Regions from separate parts of the Mus musculus genome. Here region 1 is linked to region 2. A link is a contact called in public Hi-C data. All regions are on one chromosome and are shown on one strand. The core of a region is the stretch at or near the end of the contact, and the rest is flanking DNA. Distances in the headings are between cores, read along the strand shown. Region 1 overlaps Pard3 (par-3 family cell polarity regulator). Region 2 overlaps Pard3 (par-3 family cell polarity regulator).

The links. A called contact is a pair of places that touch in the nucleus more often than the background predicts.
Region 1: a Hi-C map of forebrain shows a contact between it and region 2, with 4 times the contacts expected there. The contact joins two enhancer-like sites. A contact is called at or near these places in 2 of 484 Hi-C or Micro-C datasets (cortical neurons and forebrain), 2 of 115 datasets of contacts at active chromatin or transcription factors (T-cell acute lymphoblastic leukemia and embryonic basal ganglia) and 1 of 9 other capture datasets (embryonic stem cells).

Annotation. Positions count from the first base shown.
Region 1 is chr8:127,532,852-127,540,135 of GRCm38.p6, forward strand. The region is part of intron 22 of Pard3 (par-3 family cell polarity regulator); the gene reads left to right. Among named protein-coding and RNA genes, the nearest start is that of Gm51558, 62 kb to the left of the region's middle. Within about 2 kb of position 2,585, at least 21 of the 459 cell types and tissues checked have an H3K27ac peak or open chromatin away from gene starts, as enhancers often do. A contact at or near this core is called in forebrain, where this site is marked.
Region 2 is chr8:127,188,435-127,195,155 of GRCm38.p6, forward strand. All of the region lies in intron 2 of Pard3 (par-3 family cell polarity regulator), which reads left to right. Among named protein-coding and RNA genes, the nearest start is that of Pard3, 130 kb to the left of the region's middle. Within about 2 kb of position 4,392, at least 18 of the 459 cell types and tissues checked have an H3K27ac peak or open chromatin away from gene starts, as enhancers often do. A contact at or near this core is called in forebrain, where this site is marked.

The sequences.
Region 1 (7,284 bases), core at 1,335-3,834, 340 kb after region 2:
GCGGCAGTCTAGATCTATCCATGCCTTTTCAATTGATAAGATCTTCTTTGTTATCCGAATGGTATTCCACAGTACATATGTGCCATATTTCCTTTATTCTCTTGTCAGTAGATGAACACAGACCGTTTCCATTTCTGACCTCGTACACGCTTTACACTAAGACCAGGCCAGGGTTTAAAATATCCTTCCTGTTCCTATCTCTTCATCTTAGGTTTGATAGCAGCTCCTCTACCGAGTGAAATGGGAAAGTCGGGTGCCCACCTGCATCCAGGTTCACCCAGCTCTTCCTTATAGTGAATGGATGAAGTTCATACTGTTTAGCATCACCAATACCCAGAGGTTTAGCATCAGTGGCTCCCCATGATATGTCAAAGTCATGAGAGATGAAGATTTCGGGTCTGGCCTTGCTATTAAGTCCATTAGTCATCAGAGCAGAAAGGATACAAAGTATCTGTAATACACAGATACAGTGCAGGTCAAAAGTAATTGATAAGAAATGCAGGTATCATTTTTAAAAATCTATGTCAAGAAGGGAGATTCTAGGGCCAAGGGGAATATGATTATGTCAGTTATTTTCTGCTTAAGATGGGAGGTCGTGCCAGCACTGTGTTATATCAGAAATTGCCACTAAAGAATAAAAGCACAACAGTTCCACCTGTAAACCTAGCATTTGGGAGCCTGAGGCAAGAGGACCCTGGGTTCAAGATCAGCCTGAGCTACATAAAGAGTTGAAAGCCCCTTTCTCACTCCAAGAATAGGAAAGACTTTAAAAAGTTGTTTTGTTGTTGTTGTTGTTGTTGTTGTTTAAGTGATTCTCAAATGATGATACTCTTTAACCAATTTTATACAATATTTAAACATCCTGATTTGAAGTACTCTGCTTAAAAGTGTCATGTCACAGATCTGGGATGAACTCCTGGTATGCTGTGTAACTCTGAAGAGTCTTTATTAGAACTAATTAGCTGACTAAATATGACTGAGGTCTCACCACATCTGTTAGAGCTAATATTTCTGGAATGAACATCCCACACCGTAGGCAGCTTTCTGTGGAGGACTCCACTACATTTCACACTGCACCTTAGGAGCATTCTGTAGATTCCCCTGTTAGTCCAGTTGGCACATCAGGAAATAACAATGGTTGATCATGTTATGTACAGGTCAAGTATGTTATGGGGGAGGGTGTGTGTGTGTGTGTGTGTGTGTGTGAGAGAGAGAGAGAGAGAGAGAGAGAGTTTGTCCATGTGATCATTCCACAACCACATCAAAAAGTCAGGCACAGTGGCACATCCTTCTATTCCTAGGCTTGCCTACTTAGTAAGTTCTAGGCCAGCAGGAAAGCTGAGTCTGGCCTCAGGCATCCACACACATTCACACATTCAGATACTCATGGAGATTAGAACTAGATAGCATAAGAGTTCAACAGTAGCATAAACATTGGATTAATTGTATGGAGCCCTTTTGACAGATGATTATTCATTAATTATAAATTGTGCTTTCTTTCAGAAAACATTGTTTAGCATATTTATTTGTGAAATGAGGCAGTCCGTTGCTCATGTTGATTTCACACTGAGAAACTGTGTTGGTTTATGTTAAGACAGTTAAGGACCGTTCTGATAGTGCAACGCCAGGAGTGAGGGCATTCACCAAATTAAGTGTCAGTAACACAGGGTGACATTCTAACCAGTATTGGTTCATTGGATTTGACTTCCTCTGAGGCAGGGAATCACATTTGCTGTATAAAGTCTATTTTCCAGTAACCATAAGCAGAAGTGTTCAGAAGCAATATGCAAGGGTAGTAAGTAAGTTAGAAGTGATCAGTTGTGAGTATTCTCATGCATTTATTTGTTTTCAGTGTGTTGTGTGTGCCAGGCAAGTGCTGTGTCTGTCAGAGTACCACACCCATTTTTAAGCAGGTAGATAGAAATGGTGATTGTGTGTGTGTGTGTGTGTACACCTCATTTTTCCATCAGGGAGATGGAGGGCCCAGGAAGCCACATGACTGGTATGGACCCCACAGAGCAGCCCCTGGGACCTGCAGTGTGGGGACTTGCTGTAGCAGAGGTGTCCCAGCCTCTGTTCCCCTTGGCTGCTCCGCAGGGGCAGCTGCCAAGTCTGGCTCCTCATCTCCTTTTCAAGAACAAACTCCATCTGCCAGAAAACATGACTGTTCAGCTCGAAGCATGTCAAAACTCACATTTTGCTGAGTGTGTCTTATTTTGGACAAGCAGCTTGCTTCAGAGCCGGAATTGAAAATTGCTTTCAATATGTAAAGGAGGGAGCATTCTGGAATCAGGGAGGTTATTTATGAAGCTTGGTGGGGGCAGGGGAAGCCTTGCATCATGTTTGGTGGAATGAGAAAGATAAAATTTTAATGTTGAAGGCACTTATATTTTACGTATATTCTGCCATCCCGGTCCCTCCCTGGTACACACACACACACACACACACACACACACACACACAGAGCTATCTCCAGGGCAGTCTCTGAGCCCAAGAATAATAATAGCGATGTCAGTTCAAATGTGAGGCATTGAAAACCTGGGAAGTATCGACTGCCTGCATCTGCAGTGAGAAACCAGACTGCAGCACCGCTCCAAGAAGCTCCTGAAAGGATGGTGAGGAGTTCTGTGAATATAAATCCAAGCTCAAGAGGATAGGTGGACATGGAGAAAATCTAATTAACACAACTGAAAGTCTCAGGAATGAACTGCCCATCACTAAAGAAATGAGTCTGGCAGGGAATGCATCCTCAGAGCAGAACTGATCAAATGCGCCCTCATTGTGGAGGGAGATGCACTTTTCAGATAATGTATTTTGGGAGGTATCATCTGCTTGAGTTCGTTCCTTCTTACAGCAGTTGGAAGTTTGGAGCCTTTTCCTGGCTGTTAACTGGCAGGGGAATCTTCCTATCCTGGCATTCCTTAAATAGATCTCTTTATGTATATATGTATTAAAAATCGCCTTGAAAATACCAAAGTGGGCAAGGAGGGGGAGAAAAACTACTGTTTGTTTCCTCATAGAACTGACATTTTTATTTGAAGAAAAAAAATCCATAAATTTACAATCTCCTTCTTTCTAGGTTTTTCAACATTTCTTGCAAATTGTATGTAAATGAATGCAAATAAGCAGTCCTCACTAGTGCTGCTTAGAAGTGTAAAATGCATAAAATTAAGATGCTGAGAGGAACTTGCATCTAATTAAGGTAGCATGTAAAGAAATGTTTAAATTCAAATTAGATGCTTCAGTGGGAAGAATTACTTGTTTAACTCAAAAAGATGTTTTGTGTGATCTAGGGAAGGCTTGCCCCGCCACTCAGAACTCCACACTAGGTACTGAATTCAACTAACTTAGATGTCAAAGCTGGGTTTAACCCTAGACTTCAGTCAATCTCAAGACAGACAAATAGCATACATTTTCTCTTATTTGTGGTTCTTGGATTTGATATTGAAACATAAAATTACATATATACATATATATACATATATATGTATAATTACATATATGTATGTGTATATATATACATATATATGTATAATTACATATATGTATGTGTATATATATATACATATATATGTATAATTACATATATGTATGTGTGTATATATATATATATATATATATATATATATATATATATATATATCATGCATAATTTCATGCAGTCTGGAGGAGAAAGAGGACTAGATAAGGGAGCACAAGAGGGGAGTATAGGGAGATACTTAGCACACAATATATACATGTCCAAAACTTAAAGCATAAATAAGCAGAATGTTTAAAAAAAAATTTTAAAAAAACCATTCAGGAGGGATGACATCATGCACGGCTATAATCCAGGCACTCAGGAGAGTAAAGCAGAAGGATTAAGAGTTAGACCACCCGAGGCTCTATCTTCAACAACAAGAAAAATCAAGAGCAACGATAACAAAACCCAGCGTCTACAACAAGCTCTTTTATTGGAACACCCACATCCCCAAAGCAGACTGGAAAGATGGGTGACCTCAGCTGAATTAGAAAGACTGCCTGTCTGTGCTCTCATTGTCCAGCTTGAGTTTACCTCACTGAGGAGCAAGCATGTCCTCATCTAACAGGTCAGTCAGGGACAGAAGAGAGGAATCTGACCTCTTCCTGAAGCTTTTACTTCAGAGACTGAAGTGGCTGGGGAGATGGCACAACCAGTGGAGTACTTGCCTTGAGAGTGTAAGGACCTGACTTCAGTCCCCAGAACCCATGTTCAAAAGCCAGGCATGACAGTGTGTGCACATGCAATCCCAGCTCTGGGGAGGTAGAAACAAGTAGATTTTTTTTGACTCAGTGGACACTGGGCATAGCATAATGGGGGGTTCCATATCCCGATGAGAAGCCCTGTCTCAAAATTCAAAGTGAACAGTGCTGTGTAGAAGAAGAAGAAGAAGGAGGAGGAGGAGGAGGAGGAAGAGGAGGAAGAGGAGGAGGAAGAAGGAAGAAGGAAGAAGGAAGAAGGAAGAAGAAGGAGAAGCCGCCACCGCCGCCAGGAATATGTTTGGTGGAGGTATGGTATGGTATGGGGGAAGGGGGTGCCTCTGTGGGGGCCCATGCTGAAGCATCCCTTCCCCCTAAGCTACCAGCCACACAACAGTATAGGATAGGAATAGAATTTATTTAGGGCATGGGGAGGGGAGTTGAGGGGGTAAGAGAGAGAGAGAGTGGGGGGGGTTAGTGTAAAGGAGTAGAGGTTGGCCATGAACACGTGGAGAGTGAGAAGGGGAGGGGAATGGAGAGAGAAGGGACAGAGAGGCAAGAGGGTATGAGAGAAAGAATAAAAGCAAGAGAATAGAAGAAGAGAATGAGGAGGGGGCAAGCAGCCCCTTTTATAGTGAGTCGGGTACACCTGGCTGTTGCCAGGTAGTTGTGGGGCAGAGCCTAGAAGAAATGCCAGCAAACAGCACCTTAGAAATGACCTCTGACCTCCACAGGCATATTCACGTGTGTGATGTGCAAATATTCCTGCATGCACATACTGGCTTACGTACACAAATACAAAAAACATGAAAGAACTTTTTGTGTAATGTCTTAGTTGGCTTTAAATGTCAATTTGACGAAGCCTGTAGTCTACCCAAGAAACAAGTCTCAACTGATAGATTACCAAGATCAAACTGGCCGATAGCTCACCTGTGGAGAATTGCCTTGATTGTTAATTGATGCAAGAGGGTCCAGCCCACTGTGGGCAACACCATTCCCTGAACAGGTGGCTCTGAGTTGTGCAATACAGCAAGCTACACATAGATCTTAGAATGAGCCCCCCAAGCATCGTTCCTCCATGAGCAAGTTCCTGCCCTGACTTCCCTCAGTGACAGACCTATAAGCTGACCAAAGCCTTTTATTACATAAAATGTTTTTGGTCATGGTGTTTGTTGTAGCAAAGGAATGAAATTAAAACACACAGCAGAGAGGCAACTGGAACCTTATTAAACATATTTTCTGTGCTGAGAAGATTTCAACTACTTCGTTAAATCTGTGATGTTTCTCTCCTAGACACAGCAACCTAAAGGGTAGATGGACATAAGAAGGTAGACTAAAATATCTAATAATAATAATAATAATAATAATAATAAAAGGAAGGTAGGCTATGCTAGTTTTCAAAATAACTAAAGATGCTTGCCACCAACCCCAAAGACATGAGTTCAATCCCTGGAACCCACATGGTGGAGGGAGAGAACCGACTCCTGCACTTGTCTTTTGACCCTGCAAGCATGGTCTGGACGGGGACACACACACACAAGTCCTGTTTTGTTTTAATAATGGGAAGGGACTGATGTTGTAGTACATATTTCTTAAGTTCAAAAAAAGTTTATTTTTTGAAAATTTCTCATATGAAATATGACCATATCTGTTCCTTACCCCCCTCCCCAACTCTTTTCATAGTCTCTCCAGCACACATTCCTCCCCAAGTTTATGTCATTTGGGGGAGAGATCAGCCACTAAATTCAGTTAGCATTTACCACATGTGCATGGATATGGGACCAACTTGCCAATGGCCACATCCTCAAAAGAGAATGATCCCCCTCCCCACCCCCCCCAGCTGCTCGCTCAGTTCTCTTCTTAAAGTGGGATCTCACTCCTGGCTCTTGGCTGGCCTAAAAGTCAGAGATCCTCTTGCCTCTCCCTGTTGGCATGTACCATCATAGTTTCATTACATACAGGGCTTGTGTAGGTAACTATGGCGACTATGAGTTCATAGTGCCACAGCCAATTTGTTGTTGTTACTTAGCTGGTAGGTTTTGTGGTAGAAGCTGGTGGGTGAGCCAGTGCCTGGATAGTGACTAATGCAGGGGAGTACTCAAGCCCCCTTTCTGTGCTTTTGAAAGCATGTTCTGCCTAAGTGTACAGGTCCCTGTGTGCCACAGTGTGTGTGTGGAGATCAGAGAACAACCTCAGCGATCAGTCTTCACCAACTACCTTGTTTGAGGCAGGTTCTCTTGTGTGCCACTGTATACACCAGGAAGTCCTGAGAGCTCCTAGGGATTTTCTTGTCTTCACCCTGTCACAGACATAAACTCCTGTCTTGGCTCTGCATGGATTCTGGAGACAACTTAGGTTGTCATACTTATGCTAAGCCCTTTAACCCAGTGACCCATTTCTCCATGCCTCTTTCCCCACGTTACACTCTTAGAACTTACTGGGACCCCAAAGGAACCTTTGGTTTATTATTTGGATAAAGAACCAATTATTTGACAATTGCCATATTTGTAATATCGCAGAGAAATTAAAAATTAACTTTTCCTAGAATCAACAATGCTAAATGCATATGATTCTGCCAATGGGCTATGGTTCTGTATCAATAAGACGTTCCCCAGAGAACACTATGGTCATGTTTTATAGTATGAGATGTCTGGCTTAGGGGTAGCAGGTTGTTATGTCAGTTCCTGGGATCAGCCCTGCTGATTGCAGTGTTCAGTTTAACCTCTGGTGGTGGGTTTTTCATTTGTTGCACTAAAGCCTAAACCATGATAGATTCTGACATTCTAGTGTAATGCGAGTTCTGTAACCTTAGGGTTGAACATTGCACATGCCTGCTGGTCAGCCTTCTTTACTATCACAAAACACAGTTCACTTACATAAAGAAGAGCCTCTGTTGCTTCATTGTTGTCTAGGTTCCATTCTGCGTTGTGCTGACCCTGGGACTTTGGACTATGGTGAAGTAACAGTTACCACAGTCACCATGGAATTCATGGCAGAAACAAACAAACAAAACAACTATCTACCTCACTAGCCAGGGTCAGAAGACGAGGAGGAGACACATGGGAT
Region 2 (6,721 bases), core at 3,142-5,641:
GCATTTTGAAGCCAAGGGGCAGGTGTTTGTATCTGAGAGTAATAAGGTCTGTATTTTGATAGCATAATTTGGCTCACTGCAGACCACTGAGCATCTAAAATGCCAGTGAAGAAGGCAGGAAGGAGAGGAGGATGACTGTGTTAGCTATAGAGAGGGGGAAGAGCAGACACAAAGACCCCATGGGTAACAGCACTCAGGACTTGGCCACTACAGCAGGCTTAGGTGTTGGGGTAGACATGGCTACCATGGCAGGCTTGTTGGTAATGTTGGAGGTGGGTGAGGTATAGGAGAGCTAGCTGATGTCTCAGGGGTTCTCCTTCCTAGATGCAATGCAACCTTGGGAGAGCCCAGGGTCCTGACACACTAACACATGACTCCTTGATCTGGCAGTAAAAGCCAGGCTTAAAGATTCAGCCAAGTGCAGATGCCTCTGCTCTCTGCCCTCCCTCACCCACTGTCAATCATCTCCAAGATTTCTCCTCTAAGATGCTGCCTTTAAACTTTGTTCTCTAAAGTGTCACCTGGGTCTCAGATGGATAGACAGCTGTAGGAAGGCCTTGGTTAATTTTGACTAATCATTAGCTTTTCTGCATGAGTACCAACATAAGCAAAGTATTGGAGTTCCTTTAAGGATAGAGCATATTCCTGATGAGGAGGCCACCTCCTAGAAGAACACAAGGAAGCGAAAGCACCCTTCTATCTCCATCAGACAGAATTAACCATAAGTGTTTGCATGATGCAGATATGGCAAGTGTATAGGAAAACTGCACGAAATGAAGGGGTAGTCTTAACGAAAGTGTCTTTACGATTTTCGCATATAATTTGGGGTGTCTTGCTTGAGCACAAGATGCACTCAGCCTCTCTTTATAATCAGGAAACTGTTTTATGTTTATTAAATATATCACATTCCCTTCTTTTTCTTTTAATTAAAAACAGTGCTGTATTAAACGTATCTCACAATTCCCTAACTAGCAAGGGAAATGGTGCGTTATATAGAGTGACAGATGTTGTCAAATTGTCCTTTATAGGAATGCCATTTTCCTGATCTTTTTTTCTTTGAGGCATGGTTTGTCTATACATCCAAGACTGGCCTTGAACTAGCCATCCCACTGCCTCAGTCACCCGAATGGTAGATTTACAGGCGTGAACCACCATGTCTGGCCTCAGATACCCCTTTAAAGGTCCATATTATGTTAACTTCTATCTTCCCAGAGCACAGAGGCCTTGTAGAAGATCTTTTGAGGATCCTTGTGTTCAGCCTGTGTAGCACTTTGCCTGTAGTCTCTGCATCTTGAAATGAACAGGTTTGCTCAGTTCCCTGGGATCCTCAACACCTGCTGGCACCTGCTTGCTTGTGTGTGATTTCTATACAAGAGGATTGTTAGAATGTACGTCTGCTCCTTAAAGAGAATTGTGAGAGTGTTTGTGGAGGGAATATCACAGCCTGTTGTCTTTTGTTTATATATGTGGTATGTGATGCCCATTGGAGGCAAACCATGTGCTTGATGCATTATTATTTATGTCCTTAAAATCCCCCATAGCAGCGCTCCTTTTTTGAGTGGTCAGGGTGAGGGAAGCTTGAATGTGGTTTTCACTGCCTCAGGTGTGGTCCCTTTTCTACTCTATTAGGAACAAGGTTTCTAGTGTGTGTGTTTTCTGTGTTTTGTTAAAGGAGTGGCACTCATAACACACACCCATTCCGGAGGCATGCTTCTGGCAGAATCTTCATCTATCTTCAGGCCTGGCCATTTTTAGTTCCAAAGATAAGAATTCCAGAGCAGAGAGAATCTGAGATATTATGCTAATGGTGTTCCGATCCTAGGTGTGGTTATAAACAGTCTTCAAAATGACTCAAGTCATGCATCTTTCCTGCTGCTCAGAACTGTGAAAGAAACCTTTATAAAGCATGTATATGGTAACAAGGGAAAGGATGTCTTTGGATGGTTCATAACTGATTTCTGAATCAAAGATAAACATCCTTAGAGCTCAGCTTCACACATGATTTTGTGGCTGTTGCCCGGAGGGAAGTGGCTGGGCAGTTTTGTGGTTTACCTGGAGATGGAAGTCCTTTGTTTTGCTGTTGGGGCATTTCCTTCATGATCCAGAAGAGGTCGCTGTATGCCTGTAGTTGAAGGCTATTGCTGGATGATAAGTGACCCACGTCTGCATACTTTCGGGACGGAGCTGGTCTGTTTTGTGAAGATAGATTTTATTTTAAGATGTTGTCATAGAGGTTTCTGTAAGTGTTCAAACAGCATTGTGAGGCGTCTTTGGAGAACCCAGGTTCCCGCTGCCTGCCTGTTCTGACTAGAAGAGACTGCTTCGAAAGCCCCTTGATACCTACCCTACTTGGTTCCTCCCCTACAGACTTGATTTGACTTTTACGAAGGAAATCTTGCCAGTGTGAACCTATGGGTTAATTTTGATTTTTGATGTGTAACCTCCAAAAGCAACTCAGGCTTGTTAAGTTTTATTTATTTCAGAAAATTTAGATATTTCTTTACGTGCTCTGAATCCTGGAGAAATGGCTGCTGTACCACCTCCTCTTTTTGCAGACAGGCTCTCGCTGTTTTTCCCACTTTGGCCTGAGATGTGCTGTGTTGGAGCCCAGGCTGGCCTTGAACTCGTGATCTTCCTACTCAGCCTCTCAAGGTGGGAGTTTGTGCCACTGTTGTGTGAATATGGCTGCATCTTAGAGCACACATCCTAGCTAGAGGGTCCACTCTCTCCCTGCCCACCCTCCACTGTGTCTTAGGAAGCATCACTCTGTCCTCATCACCTTAACAAATGTTACGTTCTGTAGACCTGCCCTTGCTAGTGTTCTCTTTTCTTAAAGCTGCAATTAATTTGTGTATATGTTTATACACGTGTGTGCTTGCTGATTTTACTCTGGATTTTTCTTACGTGGAGGTTTTGAAAGTGAGTAGACAGGTCTGTAGTGACATGCCAGCAGAGTTGTTTTATACCAATCGAATAACAGGGTACTACTAAATCTTTAGAGGTGATCTCTTCATCATTTCCCCCCATTCTGTTTAGCCTTTTCTCCTGGTCCTCCCCCCTTTCTGCTCTGCTTTGAGTTACCACTAGAGGGCAGCGCAACAACACATCATTCTGTGAGAGCCTCCTTGTTTCTCAGTTGGCAGGTGTGAGGGACACTTTTGAGAACAAAGCACATTATTACTGAACACCTAAAACCCAGTGGCAAAGCAGCACAGTGAATTCAAACACACGATATGGAAAATTCCCAGCATTCCCGTGGCAGGGCTCTGGGGTAAGGCTTCACACACAGGGCCACTTGCAATCAAGAATGACACTTGTGGGTGGAACGAGCCTTAATGCTAGTGGGTACTGTCATTGTACAACTTCAAAATGCGTGTCAGGCCTTTGATAGTGATGGTTTTTTTTTTTTTTTTTTACTTCGTTTTAAAATCCACCCTTTGACTTGTTTCAAGATGTCAAGATAGGAAGAGTTAGCCAAGAAAAAGCCTGTGCATAGCTGGCTTCATCTTTGCCTTAGAAAAGAATGAGAAAGGAATTCAAATAAAAGATATGTCGATTAATTTATGGGTCTCGTGAGAAGCCGTGCTCACGGAGCCCTGTCCAGCAGGGTTGTTTTACTTACCGTTCTCTGGAGACAAAGCAGTCACAAAATGAGGCCACTTACTATGTAAGCCATTGTAGCTCTCTGCAAAGCACATGGGCACACTTTTAAGGTTATTTTGTATCAGTGGTGTGGAGCTTGCTTTGCCCACACCCTTGGTTTTCAGTACCATTATTCCCTCCTTACTTCCTCTATTGCTACATTTAGGGTTTTGAATGCTTAGCTTAGTAAGCAGTTGTCTCTATGTTGGTTTCTATGTTGGATGACAATAGAATTACTTTGTTCTTCCTGATTTTCACATATGACCGACTTTCCTCTGACTGCTGTGGACTCCTGTCTTGCACCTGTGTCCTGGGTTCTCCGCCACAGCACTGGGATCGCACCTGGTCCTGCTTCTACTTGTAGATCCTCCAGCACGCAGGCGAATTAACACAGACAAAGCCCATTATGAGGCAAACCATTTATTCTACTAATTGGTTGGCAATATTCATTTTAATGGGACCTGGCATGTTAACTTCAGCTGTGCTGACTGACTGACTGAGAGGCAGTGCGGGCCCGTTTGACCTTCAGTTGTCAGGCTCCTCCATGTCCAGTGGCTGCCCCGGTTAACTTATACTTATGGACTCTCACCACTGGCCCTCACAGACTGGGTGATGATATTTGGAAGACAGCCGCCAGCGCTGACTGAGAACTAGAACACTGTTGTGGTGGAGCTCAGCTGGGAGTTAGCGTGAGGCTGGGAGGTGGTGTTTGTGAGAGGCTTGCACAGGGTGGAAAGGAGAAGATGAAGTAGAGGTGTGTGTGGGAGAGGAGTAAGAGAATCCTTTTGTTCACTATAGGCTTACTCTTTACTAGAGCTCATCCTAACAGATTAAAAAGGCTCTTGATTCTCGTGAAGGCGGGTTGCGGCTTCTTTTAGTCTGTGAGGCTCTGAGTGTCTGTGGGGATGCAGACAAGTCTCCAGGTGATGAGTTGTTTCTGTCTACAGCCATGCCCTGTTCAGGAAAGAACACATTTGCCTCGAACGATCCTGTGCTTATCACTAAACAGTCATTTGTGGACCTTGTGACTACCCTCAGGAGTTTCCACTCCTGTGGGACCCGCACAGTCTTAATTTATTATTACAGGAGTTCATGGTGGTGGAGAGAAACTAGAAAAAAATATGTAAAGTGTTAAGTAAGTAGAGTGCCCTGAGCCACACCCATGAAGGGAAGAGACCATGTTTTGTTTGTTTGTTTTGTTTTTTTAACTTTGCTTTGTTTTGTTTTGTTTTGTTTTTTGTTTTGCATTTGTTTGGCGTTTGCTTCTCCATCCATCTACAATCTTCTGCACCCACATGAGCATTTTAAGCACACTGACCTGCAGATAGCTTCTTGCTAGATAGTGCTATTCTCTGCTATGTCTCAGATGTGTTTCTGTATCAGTGAATAGAGACCAATTCTTCTCAACAGTCTTAGTAATTAGTGAATAAGTACAGACCTCATTACTTGGTAATTCGTGGGTCATTTCTTACAACCCCCACTCTCCCGTTTCCGTTGTTGCTTTCAGGTTGTTTCCAGGGCTTATGTCATCCCATGATTTGGAGCCACCGTTGTCCCTTACCAGTTCTTTGTTGATAAAAAGAGGCCCAGGCTTTGGCTACTAATTGAGACCTGAGACAGGGAGGGACTGCTTGCTATTCGAGATTTTTAAATCTTGAACTTTAAGTTCGATACCTCATCTTCTTTGTTACTTAGGCTGTGTGTATGTATATGTGTATATGTGTGTATGTGCATATTTGTGTGTACACATGTGTGTATGTATGTATGTGTGTTATATGTGTGTATGTGTGTATATGTGTGTTTGATGTATATGTGTGTGTACATGTGTGTGTCTATGTGTGTGTCTATGTGTGTATGCGTGTGTTCATGTGTGTGTGTATTTGTTTAAGTGTTGTTTGGCTGTTTTGAGCTGGTGACATGACAAAATTTGATACATTCATTGTATAGTTCCTTCCCCTTTTCTTCCTTGGCTTCTGGAACCCTGTTTGTGACACTGACTCAATGTAAAGAAAACCAGTGCATTGTAAAATCCCAGAGAGTGGGCTGGGGGTTGGACCCAGTTGGTGGCCCCAGGTTCCATCCCCAGCACCATGTAACTGAGCAGGGTAGCATATACCTGCAACCTCAACACTCAGCAGGTACAGAAAGGAGGATCAGAAGTTCAGCTCAGGTCTTCCTCTCTATTCATAGGGATTTATAGGCCAGCCTGGTCTACGTGAGCTACTGTCTCAAAAAAGAAGGAGGAGCAAAATCATAAAGAAAATTATAACCATTTTTCATTTAAGTTAGTGGGGGGAGTTGGTAGTCCTTTAATTAAATTATAGCTGCTAGTTTTATTTTGCAGAACTGTAAGCAAGGGACAATTTCTACGGCTGGTGTAACCAACTTTTTATTTATTTTTAATGTTTGTGTTTTATGTGTATGAGTGTTTATCTGCATGTATGCATGTGTACTTGTGTGCTTGCCTGATGTTCTTGGAGGCCAGAGGAGGGTATCAGGTCCCCTGGAACTCGGGTTAGGGTGATTGTGAGCAGCCATGCAAGCCCAAGTCCTCTGCAAGATCAGGAAGTGCTCTTAACTGCTAAGCCATCTTTTGATGGGTATTTTCAAAAATCCACTTTTCAAGTTATTATTATTGTTTTTTAAACGGACCATGTCTAATTTGTCTTCAAAGGCAGCAGAAGTTCTGGGTCTTGTCTGCTTGTGAAAGACAGAAAAGGCAAAGCTGGGAATGTTGCCTCCGATTCAGTGTCACGTTGTTCCTGAGTTCTCCTCCACCTCTGTTTGTTCTGTGGTGTGTGCTTTGCTGAAGGGATGTGCTGCCCATTTAGCCTAGGGATTGGGATGCAGGGACGAGTCTTTGGAGGGTGTGTTGCCAGGAGACAGACCAGTGAGCATCAGCCGAGAGCCTAGCTGATGAGTTTCTTTTCTTGACTGACAGCATCGTGAATTTTTAAGTCTCCCGTGCTGATGCTTAAATGTAATTGCCTGATTGTTTCATACCAAATCCCAGCTCCCGCTCTGCGAATTCAGAGCAAGAGCACTCATTGTCTGTGTTCTCGCAGTTGGTATGCTGTGC